Linked DNA regions of Mus musculus: region 1 is linked to region 2. The links are chromatin contacts, called in public promoter capture Hi-C maps. All regions are on one chromosome and are shown on one strand. Each heading gives the region's core, a stretch centred on a gene start, on an enhancer-like site or on the middle of the called end of the contact. The rest is flanking DNA. Distances are from core to core; before and after follow the strand shown.

Region 1 (3,007 bases), core at 8-2,507, 250 kb before region 2:
AAAATGAAAACATGTTCTTATAATATTTCTCTGTTGCTTTTTTTAAAGAAAACAAAATTCCAAAATTGTCACTACATGTGGCCTTCCAGTATGAGCCTTCCAAGTATCTGGGATTCCAGGCCTGTGCTACCAGGCTCAGCTGAGACTGCACATCTTAAGAGAAGTGGAAACTTTGCTCAAAGTTGGGCATGGTGATCCTACATCTGTGATCCTAGCATTTAGGAAGCCGATGTAAGAGGATCAATACACATTTCAAGCCAGACGACATCATGAGACCCTGCCTCAAAACTACAAAACCAACACAGAAACACCTTGCTCAAAGCCAGCTCTCTGAAGCCTTCCAAAGTGAAACTCTATTTGACGCCTTGACTTGTTCCCAAAGCCTGCAATACATTGCGCCCTGCTCTCTTCTTCAGAGCAAGTCCTATGAGCCATGGTAGGAGCATCCTCTGATGCAGTTTAGTGGAGAGGGTGCTCTGAGAATGGGGTTGACAGGAACTTGGGACTGTATAAGACACCACAAGGCGTCTTTAGTGCTGGGTTAGGTGAGTTCTGGTTTGAACCTTGAGAAGGAAAGCATCTTGCCATCTCCTCAGAGCTAACGCCAGCTTATTTCAGAAAGTGTTGGAATATATAATCAGATAAATTTGACTCCCAACTAATGAGCAACTTGTGTAGCTTGGACATCAGTATGGAAATTTACTACAACAATTATCTTTCCATTCAATGGAGGAACATTTTGTTTCTATAGAAACTGTTCTAGACCCATGTATACTTATATACTGACTATACTTCTGAAGTATGCAGCCCATCCTTATGGGAGTACACATCATCTTGAAAGGGCTTCTTGCCTTCCAATAAACATTGATTTTTTTAAAAAAAAAAAAGATCTTTTTCACTTGATTTCAGAATAAAATAAAACTTTGTTTGTAAGAATTGCTAAGGAAGACTTTCAGGAAATGAGAACCTGGAGTGATTCGGCCCTTTGCAGCTGTCATGAAAGAGTAGCTACTTGGTCCCCAAGTGGTTTCTGGGAACATACGCCCGGTCTCTGCATAGCTGTATTTCTCCCAGACTCTGTATTTTCCAAGCAGCATTGTGTTTGCTGTGTTTGGGACGTTGCTATGCAAAACATTATAAAAGAGTAGGGTTTTTTTTTTTTTTTTTTTTTTCCTGAGGCAATCAAGAGCTGAGCAGATGCAAGCTTAGGATGATACAACCATTTCTTAGAACAGCTTTAGAGATCCTTCGGGAATGGTGTAAGAATGTTCACGATAAGAAGGGATAAAGGCCTAAATTGTCATTCCACGTGACCAAGGTCACGTGCCAGCAGCTTCACAGCTATTGACACCACTTAAGCAGCAGTTTCAAAAACTGCTCTCACTTGGATTTTTGCAAACAAAGGCCTTCTCTATTTTCCTCTTCAAACTCATAGTCTCCATGGGCTAGTCCCTTTATAAGTGATATGGTACAACCTTCTTAAGGCAACAAAATAAATAAACTAAGATTACAGCCTGTGATATTTAAAGGATCATTGCTTTGTTTCTCACGTTATCTTGCTTTTACCCATGAATTTTAATTCCAGTTTTACTACTAGAGATGTACAGATACTGTAGCTATTTGATAGACCTGTTCAGGAAGAACTGTGAGATGTGTGCATTATATCCTGAGCAACATCATTTACAGACAGACACTAAGGTCCAGAGTCTCTACAACCACAGAGACAGCATGAGCGTCCATGAAATTCCCAGGCAAGTGGACGGACCTGGAGGGCATCACCCTGAGTGAGGTAACCCAATCACAAAGGAACTCACACAATATGTACTCACTGATAAGTGGATATTAGCCCAGAAACTTAGAATACTCAAGATATAAGATACAACTTGCGAAACACATGAAACTCGAGAAGAATGAAGACCAAAGTGTGGCTACTTTGCCCCTTCTTAGAATTGGGAACAAAACACCCATGGAAGGAGTTACAGAGACAAAGTTTGGAGCTGAGACGAAAGGATGGACCATCCAGAGACTACCATACCCGGGGATCCATCCCATAATCAGCCTCCAAACACTGACACCACTGCATATGCCAGCAAGATTTTGCTGAAAGGACCCTGATATAGCTGTCTCTTGTGAGACTATGCCGGGGCCTAGCAAACACAGAAGTGGATGCTCACAGTCAGCTATTGGATGGAAAACAGGGCCCCCAGTGGAGGAGCTAGAGAAAGTACCCAAGGAGCTGGGGGGATCTGCAACCCTATAGGTGGAACAACAATATGAACTAACCAGTAGCCCCTGGAGCTCGTGTCTCTAGCTGCATATGTAGCGGAAGATGGCCTAGTCGGCCATCAGTGGGAAGAGAGGCCCATTGGTGGTGTAAACTTTATATGCCTCAGTACAGGGGAAAGCCAGGGCCAAGAAGTGGGAGTAGGGGGGGAGGAGAGTGGGGGAGAGGGCGTGGGAGACTTTTGGGATAGCATTGAAAATGTAAATGAAATAAATACCTAATTTAAAAAAAAAAAAGATTGGGCTGAGGGCTGGACAATGGCTCAGTGAGTGACATCACTGCCTGAAGCAGCATAAGGGTCTAAGTACAAATCCCCAGCACCTACATAAAAAGTAGGGTGTGGGGCTGGAGAGATGGCTCAGCAGGTAAGAGCACTGACTGCTCTTCCAAAAGTCCTGAGTTCAAGTCCCAGCAACCACATGGTGGCTCACAACCAACTGTGATGAGATCTGATTCCCTCTTCTGGTATGTCTGAAGACAGCTACAGTGTACTTATGTATAATAATAAATAAATCTTTAAAAAAAAGTAGGGTGTGGCCCCATGTGAGCCTGTGACACTAGCACTCTGAAGGAATGAAGACAGGAGCAGCACTGGAACTTGCTAGTCAGCTGCTCATCATACTAGCTCCAGATTCAATGAGAAACCTTCTTTCAACGTTATAAGGAAGTGACAGAGCAGATGCCTTTCTTGACACATGTGATACTTTTACAACCATTCACACA
Region 2 (3,050 bases), core at 159-2,658:
GCATGCCTGTCTGAAAAGGGTCAGTGTGTGATGATTCTAGCCGCAGTTGACATAGAACCACTCCTCTTTTCTACCACTCTGTCCACAGCAGTGGTAGGGAGAAGTGCAATTAGCCCCATGCAGCAGACATGAAAACTGAATGAGCAGCGTAGACCTGGGATTTGAACTTGGCTAGTATATAGATTAAAGAGATGTAACGATATTATCCAGTTGTATCTACAGATCACAGTTGAATCCTTCATCTATTTAGTTTTTGAGATGTAGGCTCACTGTGGGAAGCTTGGGCTGGCCTTAAACTCACAGAGATCTGCTTGCCTTTTGTCTCCAGAGAGCTGTAATTAAAGGCATGTCACCATGCCTGGTCTTCACTTCTTTTTCCCTAAATGCCTTCTCTTTCTAGGAAAATGTATTGTAGGATAACCTTTTAAAGGCACTGAATATTTTTAAAGGTTATGAATAGTTACTCCCATTGGAATTAAAATTTACCAGTCAGGTTTGCTAAAATGTCTGTACAGCTACAGTCTTAACTATTTTAAGAATCTATTGATCTTAAAAGCTCTGATAATATTTCATAGTTGCTAGATACACATTAGAACTGGGTAATTTTTGTCTGTTTAGTTCAGATCACAAAGAGCATATAGATAATATGGTATCTGTAAAATAATTTACTAGGGCTGGAGAGATGGCTCAGCCGTTAAGAGCACTGACTGATCTTTCAGAGATCCTGAGTTCGATTCCCAGCAACAACATTTTGGCTCACAACCATCTGTGATGGGATCCTATGCTCTCTTTTGGTGTGTCTGAAAACAGCTACAGTGTACTCATATAAGTAAAATAATAATAAAAATATAAAATAATTTGCTCAATACATGTTAAAAAAATATATCTGTATTAGAAAGCATTTGTGGAGCCCGCAGAGTTTGAGTCTATTCCCTGTAGTCCCTGTCTGGCTTTCAATAACTTTGTGACCTTGAGCACATCACTAGTCATACAACAGCAGTGCCTTGCTCCCAGGAAACATTTGGAATGGGACCTGAGGACAGTAACACTCAGCATAGCTGTGATACTGTGGTTTGGGATAGATACTCCTGCAGATAATTGTGAAATTTTATTAATTCACTCAAAGACTGTGTGTGTGTGTGTGTGTGTGTGTGTGTGTGTGTGTGTGTGTGTGTGGTTTGTGTGTAGTAGACCTGGGGCTTTACACATCACACTTGCTAGGTTAGAACTGTACTGCCGAGCTATAACACCGCAGCCACCAAAGAACTTAAAACCATTTTTAGTGTTTTATAGTTTTTAGAAAGTGTACGATTGATAGCAACAATGTCTCTATTATGTCACTTAGCTGGCAACGATTAGTCTCAGAACTGAGCTTATAACCAGAAGAAGAAAAACAACATTTGGGCAGCCAAAATAAAGGTCAAGAGTTATGTAATAAATTACCAGCCTTCAGCCAAAGCTCCATTTTCATTTCTGTAGTGCATGGTAGCCTTTTTTTTGGTCAAGGCTCAACAAATGCTCGCCTTGTGTGTGTTTTCATACTATTTTTTTTTTAAAGTTGCCTTACTGATTTCTCAACATAGGCAGCATGGAAGAAGGACCTAAAGATGCCAAACAGATGAAGTTCCAGTTGAGTACAAGAACTTAATATGCAGCGGTTAGCTCTTCAACCTGTCATAGCCCAGAAAAGCTCAGCCCAGATGGTCACTGCACTACAGTAAATAGCAAACCAACTGCTTGTTTTGTGCCTCCACCTAAATAGTGCAGTTAGGAATTTCCACACATAGCATTTCAGATTGGTAACTGCGGATTTCCTTCCCGCACTCGGCTTCACTCACAGCCTTTCTTTCTTGGGAACGTTCCACCCTTCTGACAACGGTGCTGCTGTAAGATTCTAGTTGGTATTTATTATATGTTAATAATTTGTGGTTTTATTTTGCAGGATGAAGAGAATGGAAACAGAGGAGGTAAGCCATTAAACCCCACCACCTTTTCTCCAAACGCTCCTGTGCATCGCACTGTGTGGAGGTGGTAGCAGCTGGGGTGATCTTCTCAAGGCCAAGTGTAGAGCAGTTTGTAGGTATTCAAATCATAGGGGTTAAAATATCCCTTGCTGTCACTTCAGAGCTTTGTGAATTCTATCACTTGATTGCTATGAACACTAATGCTTTCCTGATATATGCACTGTACTTTTAAAGACACTAAGGATTTTATGTCAGGACCTTTGTAAACTTAGTGGCCCTTTCAGGGAAGGAGCCTGTTGTATCAAGGTGGCTTTGGTTCTTCTTGTTTCTAATCTCACTCTTAAATGTACTTAAGGAAGATCATGAGGTGTTCAGACAACTTTAATGAGTTGAAGTTTATATTATAATAAAATAAATCAGCCGGGCAGAGGTGGCACATGCCTTTAATCTCGGGAGGCAGAGAGGCAGGTGGATTTCTGAGTTTGAGGCCAGCCTGATCTGCAGAGTGAGTTCCAGGACATCCAGGACTATACAGAGAAACCCTGTCTCGGTGGGGGGGGGAGGGGGAGAAAAATAAATTCATAAAAACATTTATTTCTGATGTTGGAGAGATGGCCCACTAGTTAAAAGTAGTTACTGTTCGTCTGGAAAACCTGAGTTGGGACCCACATCCAGTGGCTTAGAACTGTACTTGGTGTTTCTAACTCCAGGGGATTTGGTGCTTTCTTCTAAAACGTATACATAACTGTGATACAATGCACACAACTAGGAAGTTGCCGCTGATAGGGTGTTAGTGGATTAGCTACAGTGGTTCACTCACTGAGGGTCCACTAGTTCTGTTGGGTTTGTTGAGGTTTGCTGCTGTTGTTACTGTTGTCTTACTGTCCTGCTTTGCATTCAGTTAGGATACTTCCTTAAAATCCGCACCTTCATCTCTCCTTTTTGTTCTTTTTGTGTCTTGTGACCTTAACATTGTTCAGAATCTGCTAGATTTTTGTCCTGTAGGACCACCATCCACATAGTTTTAGCAGATGTTTTCTCACCACCAGTTCAAGTTTAATCAGTAATTAGTCACATTTGCAATAG

Evidence for each region. Capture Hi-C pulls out chosen DNA fragments and counts their contacts.
Region 1: a contact with region 2 is called in a promoter capture Hi-C map of adipose tissue. The contact joins two enhancer-like sites. A contact is called at or near these places in 1 of 484 Hi-C or Micro-C datasets (spermatogonial stem cells), 4 of 115 datasets of contacts at active chromatin or transcription factors (bone marrow-derived dendritic cells, embryonic stem cells, microglia and 1 more) and 2 of 9 other capture datasets (adipose tissue and liver).

The regions. Positions count from the first base shown.
Region 1 is chr2:21,162,666-21,165,672 of GRCm38.p6, reverse strand. No RefSeq gene overlaps it. Among named protein-coding and RNA genes, the nearest start is that of Enkur, 41 kb to the left of the region's middle. Within about 2 kb of position 1,257, at least 19 of the 459 cell types and tissues checked have an H3K27ac peak or open chromatin away from gene starts, as enhancers often do. A contact at or near this core is called in adipose tissue, where this site is marked.
Region 2 is chr2:20,911,194-20,914,243 of GRCm38.p6, reverse strand. Arhgap21 (Rho GTPase activating protein 21) reads left to right here. Exons shown (of 24, transcript NM_001081364.3): 3 at 1,943-1,967. Among named protein-coding and RNA genes, the nearest start is that of Arhgap21, 55 kb to the left of the region's middle. Within about 2 kb of position 1,408, at least 11 of the 459 cell types and tissues checked have an H3K27ac peak or open chromatin away from gene starts, as enhancers often do. A contact at or near this core is called in adipose tissue, where this site is marked.